Linked DNA regions of Gossypium hirsutum: region 2 is linked to region 1. A link is a contact called in public Hi-C data. All regions are on one chromosome and are shown on one strand. Each heading gives the region's core, a stretch centred on a gene start, on an enhancer-like site or on the middle of the called end of the contact. The rest is flanking DNA. Distances are from core to core; before and after follow the strand shown. Region 1 holds the start of LOC107894833 (probable xyloglucan endotransglucosylase/hydrolase protein 33). Region 2 holds the start of LOC107929820 (sulfite exporter TauE/SafE family protein 4).

What was found. A called contact is a pair of places that touch in the nucleus more often than the background predicts.
Region 2: a Hi-C map of leaf shows a contact between it and region 1, with 3 times the contacts expected there. The contact joins the promoter of LOC107929820 here to the promoter of LOC107894833 in region 1. A contact is called at or near these places in 9 of 34 Hi-C or Micro-C datasets (anther, hypocotyl, leaf and 1 more).

The regions. Positions count from the first base shown.
Region 1 is chrA01:58,938,078-58,941,071 of Gossypium_hirsutum_v2.1, reverse strand. LOC107894833 (probable xyloglucan endotransglucosylase/hydrolase protein 33) reads right to left here and starts at 1,547. Exons shown (of 5, transcript XM_041111361.1): 1 at 1,275-1,547; 2 at 1,070-1,170; 3 at 739-944; 4 at 266-631; 5 at 1-6. The coding sequence starts at 1,503.
Region 2 is chrA01:59,078,360-59,081,190 of Gossypium_hirsutum_v2.1, reverse strand. LOC107929820 (sulfite exporter TauE/SafE family protein 4) reads right to left here and starts at 1,495. Exons shown (of 12, transcript XM_016861332.2): 1 at 814-1,495; 2 at 578-737; 3 at 161-361; 4 at 1-43. The coding sequence starts at 972.

The DNA.
Region 1 (2,994 bases), core at 298-2,797:
ATTGAACTAATCACATAGTAATTTGTTAATCTCATTAACTCTCGAATGCGAGTAATTATGAAAAAGCGGCAATATAAAAGCATAGATACGGGAGTATAAACTATAATGCTTTATGATTTCTTTCTAATAACAAATGGGAACATATCATTATTGCTCCTTGATGGGAAAATAATCTTTAGAATAGGAAAAAAAAGAATGTATATATATGTGACTATTAAATAATCATAGTACAATTTACTTGCATTCTGGAAGTAAGACTTTAAACCTTGATGTATCTTTGCAGTATGAGTAAAACATGAGCTTCCTTCTAGCCCAAACCATGGCGGACATCTGTTGATTCGATAGCTTAATAAAGTCAGGTCCTTCGACAGGGTCGATACTTGACACGCTGGCACTGGAACAAGATGAATTAGGCTGCTTAGGATTTACCATACACCCAACCATTTCCACGTCAGTCAAAGAAGTTACAAATGGAGCATACTTGTAATTCACAGGGTATTTCCCTCCATGAGTTGCCCATTGCGACCCATCCCATATGGTGACGTAAAGCGACATTGGCTTCGAGGGATATGCGGCAGAGAATTTTCCATTGTTTGGGAACTCTCTCACTGGTATATTATCAACTAGGAACCTGCAATATTTTTTAAAGGCAGGCAGTTCATTAATATTCCATTAAGGTGATCAAAATTTAGGCTTTCTTTGTGAGATTAAACATGGAGTTGATTTCAATAGTCTTACACTATATGATGACTGTTCCAAAGAATGCTGTAGTAATGGTGCTGCAGTGTTGGATTAAACCAGAAATAAAATTTCTCTTCTCTTCCAGTACTGACACCATTTGCGTATACATTTGTTTGGAGGACCCAATCAATTCGTTTATCATTTCCAAGCAATTCAATATCAATCTCATCATGACTGTGTGGATACATGTCTGCATTAGACAACTGCACATATTCGGATATCCCACTTTCATCACAAATGAGCCATTTAACCAAGTACAAATGTTCATATATATACATACATACATATATATATACAAATTGTTAAATGCAGATGGAAAGAAGCTTACATAGAAGGCTACCACCACTCCAGATGTGAGACCTGCAGGCAACTTTATTGCTGCACTGAAGAATCCGTAGTTATATTTGTTCCAAGATGCCAATCCTGACCCTGAAAGGAGATCATTGAGAGATTAGCTGAGATTTGAGAGCTAACTAGATTTCTAAGAAAAGTGATTTTCTGTAAAAAGCCAAAACGGGTGTTGATTAGTTCACCTGAGGTTCTGTCCAGAGCAAAAGTGGCCGTGGACCCATTGTTGAGAATCTTGATATTTGGTCCACCAAAAACGTTGGAAAAACTTTTATTTACTGAGACATGGCTAAACAAGTCTGTTAAACGTGGAACGCTTGGAGTGGTGTAATGCCTGTTGTGTGAAGAAACTAAGCTTGTCGCGCAAAACAATGAGAGACAGAGAAGCAAAATAATATGTTGGAATATAGCCATGTTTCTCTCTAAATTCTAAATTGATAATGAAGGAAAAGAGATGTAGAGTTGGTTAATATATATATATATATATGGGGAAAGAAAAGAACCTAATGTACGCTTAGTTGTTTCTAGCTGGCGCCCCTTTTCTGGGTATCTTTCTGTGTAGCTGGGATCTGTGACAGTAACACATGTACTCATGTGGGTTGATTTTGTGTTGCTAGGCACAGCTCGTGGGATTGCTCAAAAGTTGGGACCATTTGATTTCGACATTAACTAAAGTAGATGGGCCCAACCTAAAGCTCTTTCATCTATTTTCCAACTTCTCTTTCGTTTCGTTTCATTTCCTTTCCAGACTAGAACGCTTGGCTTTCTTCAAGCTTCAATCCAAAGAAAACTGAGAATTAAAAAAAAAAAATTGCCGCAATGGGTTTTATGTTACAAATTCACTTCAGAGTCTAAATCTGGGGCTTTTATCTGTAATGGGTTGTCTCTGTTTTAGTGGTTCTAGATTCGAAGGGAACTATTAAGGAGGTAGGCCTCTTTGAGCTTTCTCTTTCCTTTTCGTATTCTCAGTTGTGCTCCAACTGGGATTTTGGACCGCAGTTGAAACAATTGTAAACTAGTTTATTTTGCTTGTAGATAATATTTAGTTTTATTATTTAAATTAGTAATATGCTATTTAAATTAGTAATATGCTACGCTTTGCGGAATTGATGTTTCAAAGTTTAAAATTTTAGTTATAAAATTAAATTATTTATTTTCATTTAATCTTTTTATATTATTTAAGAATTGAGTGAAAGATTTTTAAATATCATAATTATGAAAATATTTATAAAATATTACGTCATAGTTAAAAAGATTAAAATTATTTAAATTGTTAATATAAATTATTATATTATTTAAATGATAAATTATTTACTCAAGAATATTTTTAAATTGTTTAATTTAAATTGTGTATGATGTCTTATTTTTTTAACTTTTTTTTATTGTCTTTAAAGTGAAATATCAATTTTAGTTTAACCTCTTTTCTTTTTTTTTGCTAGAAAAACACTTTCATGTACTGATTGAACAAACAAAGCACCATAGTATTAGCAATAAAGAAAAACATCACTGAACAACAAAGGAAAATAAGAGTCTAACAAAGTTAAAAGAGCAGACATAAAATCAACTTACTAATGTTAGGTCGAGTTCGAAATTAGGCGATAGGCAAAGATGACAGGCCATCCTTTTCCAAGATAAACACCAAGGAAGATGGTGGGTGGTGAATCCAACCCTCAAAACACATCTCCACTTTAGCATGCTTAGCTACCCATTCCACAACTTTGTTAATATCCCCTCTAATCCTTTAGATTAAAAAGTTGTTCACCTATTTTTTCAAAGTATCAAACCTCTTCAAAATCAGTTTCAACTTCAACCTTCTCTTAAAATCATTTTTCTTAGTTTCACAGAAGACAATAAGAGAATCAGTCCCCAGAAACACATTCTCCTATCTGTTTTTAACAGCAAGTT
Region 2 (2,831 bases), core at 246-2,745, 140 kb before region 1:
TTCCACATTTCAATACCCCTATAGAAAGACCTTGAAGACGTTCCTAAATAAACAAGAGAGAAACAGAACATTTCAATGTCATAAAAAGTGGTAACCAAGAAGCAGGACAAAGATCAAAAAGTGAAATAACAAAAGGCAAAGTTGGGATTGTTGAAGAAACCTAAGAAGAGTATGATGATGAGCACAGTAATGAGCCAATAAGGGAAAACGACGCTCAAGGCAACCCCAACAGTGATGCCAAGCATCAACATAGGCTGGAAAAGAAGAGCCAAATCGTAGTCAATGATTGGCACTTCCTTTGTCGGATGCGGCACTCTAAGATTATACCAAACTGACGATGCTGATGCCCCCATGATCATGCCTGCAGCCAATTCATATAATAATCCCTTAATTTCATCCAATCCAATCGATAATATTTTGTTAAATTTAAATATATGACATTTTAATACTTAAAAGTTGCTATTTAAAATTCAAAGGTGTGTGATTTTAATTTTTAAATTAGAGATTAGAGATACTGGATTTCAAAAATTCAAAAGGCAGAGAGATAAGGAACAGAAAAAATAAGAAAAGAAGTTACATTTGGAAATAGCAGCGGCAGATTTGGTATCAAATCCAACAATCAAGGTAAGCATTGGAACAAAAATGCCGCCGCCGCCAACGCCGCCCACCGTACCACATGCTGATCCTAGAAACCCTATCACCGTCGCCATTACAAGCCTCCAGTTCAACTCCAATGCCTGCCCAAATCAAACACCATTCAAAACCTAAATATATAAAGATCTTCTACGACAAAAGAGAAAAAAAAATACTTACAGGCCAAACTTTTTCAGTGGTGGATAAATTATATGGGGACTCTAAGAGATTTGAGCTCTGGTTCATGTCGTCGTTGTTGCTTTTTTGGATGAACAAAACAGAGAGAACTGCTATCGAAAAACCCGACAGCAGATACAAAACGAACCCTTTGGTCGCCATGTCGGATTACGAGATTTGTTGAATTTCAGCCACCGCCGCCGCCGCCGCCGCCGCCGCCGGCGCCTCCACTAAAAACCAGAATAACTTATGTTGTGTTGGGAAGGAAGAGAGCAGAAGAGCAGCCTTAATGAGACCAATAATAAGAGAACCTAGAATGGAAAAAGTGGGAGTGAAATAGAAGAAGCCAAGACGTTGTTTTATAGAATGAGAGAGGGTGATTTATACATTACATGACAAAACATAACACATTCACATGCAGGAGGCAGGCAAGTCAGACATAAATTTGTCAGGATATACGAAATCACACATGCAACTCCACTTGGCTAAATCTGGGTGGCAAGACCGACACCTTCATTAATTCTCAATTACAACTGCTCTGTTTCGAAAAGAATTGACCATAAAAATTTAAAAAGGATCTGTAGGAATATTAAGCAAATATAAAACCAAAAAACTGTAAAAGGTGTTCAAATTTTCTACTACCAGTGTTGTTTGGTTGGTTTCTGTGTCTGGCTGGAATTCGTGTTCAATAATTGGATTGAGAAAGTTTGGGGAAGAAAAACCAAAAAGGTGGTATTTCACGGCTGCCAAATTAGATTTGTCCATGTCCATTTCAACTTGAATTTGTTATTTAATTAATTTTAATCTGAATTCAATTTCATCAAATATATAAAAAAATTATTAATTTTATTTTAAAATAATTCCAAGTTGGAAATAATTTCAACAAACAATTTTAAAGAAAAAATTAAATAATTTAAATATGAAATAATCAAAATTCGAAATTGTCCGAACTAACAAATTTATTTTAGAGTAGTAAAATGATATATTTGGTCTTCAATATTTATATTTTTTAGCAATTTGAATCTTTATTCCTTTTTGAGTTAAATTAACATTTCAAAAGAAAATCAAATTACTTTTTAACCAAATTGATGACTAAAACGTTAAAATTTTTAATAATATTAATATGAAAAATTGTGTGTAAATTCATTTATATTTTATAATGAAATTTTACTATTTATTTCATATGTCATATTAATAAATTTCAAAAAAAATTTATATAAATTCCAAAAAAAATTTAAAAAAAAACATGAGAAACATGTGAATTATGATGTGGGTAACAATGCTTAAATATTTACTATTTTAATTAATATTTTGATTATAAAAATAATAATTCAACTGATTTTGGAGGAGTAAGAGTAAAAAATTAAAAGAAAATTTTTATAAGGCTAAATTTATAATGTTAGTATTGAGATTTAGCAAATTTAAAACTTATTCAACGGGGAATGACGATTTGAAGCAGCCGTACATTATTGATTCTGAAAACATAAAAAACATAAAGGCCCCACATTTTAGGGAGGATTGCAACTTGCAAGGCTTTAATCTTATCTCCGCCGATACAGTCAATTAAAGCACAGAAATTTAATTCAGATTGTACACGTTTTCTAAATTAACTTTTTTTTCTTTTTTTCTTTTTTTTGCTAAACATCATATTTCTTCCATCTTATTCTTTATACTTTGGTTTTTAAATAAAATGACAAATTTATAGCATTTAAAAAAAAGAATTTTATTGAAATTTGAATTTTAAACCTTTTCTAATAAAATTATATATTTTAGAAATTTAATTCAGTGAGAGATAATAATATGAGTTGATTTAATAAAAGTTATTAAATACCAGCAAATAAAGTTGGATAAGAAAAATGACCACCTTCTATATTAACCTTCGTAAATGTCCATTAAATCCTCTTTACCAAAGCGTTTCATAAAATGCAATTAAAACTTTTCTTTCTTATTTTTTTCCTATAACCATAATATTAAAACGCATTGTATTTATTATTTTTGTATCAGGCAGGCATGGGCATCCC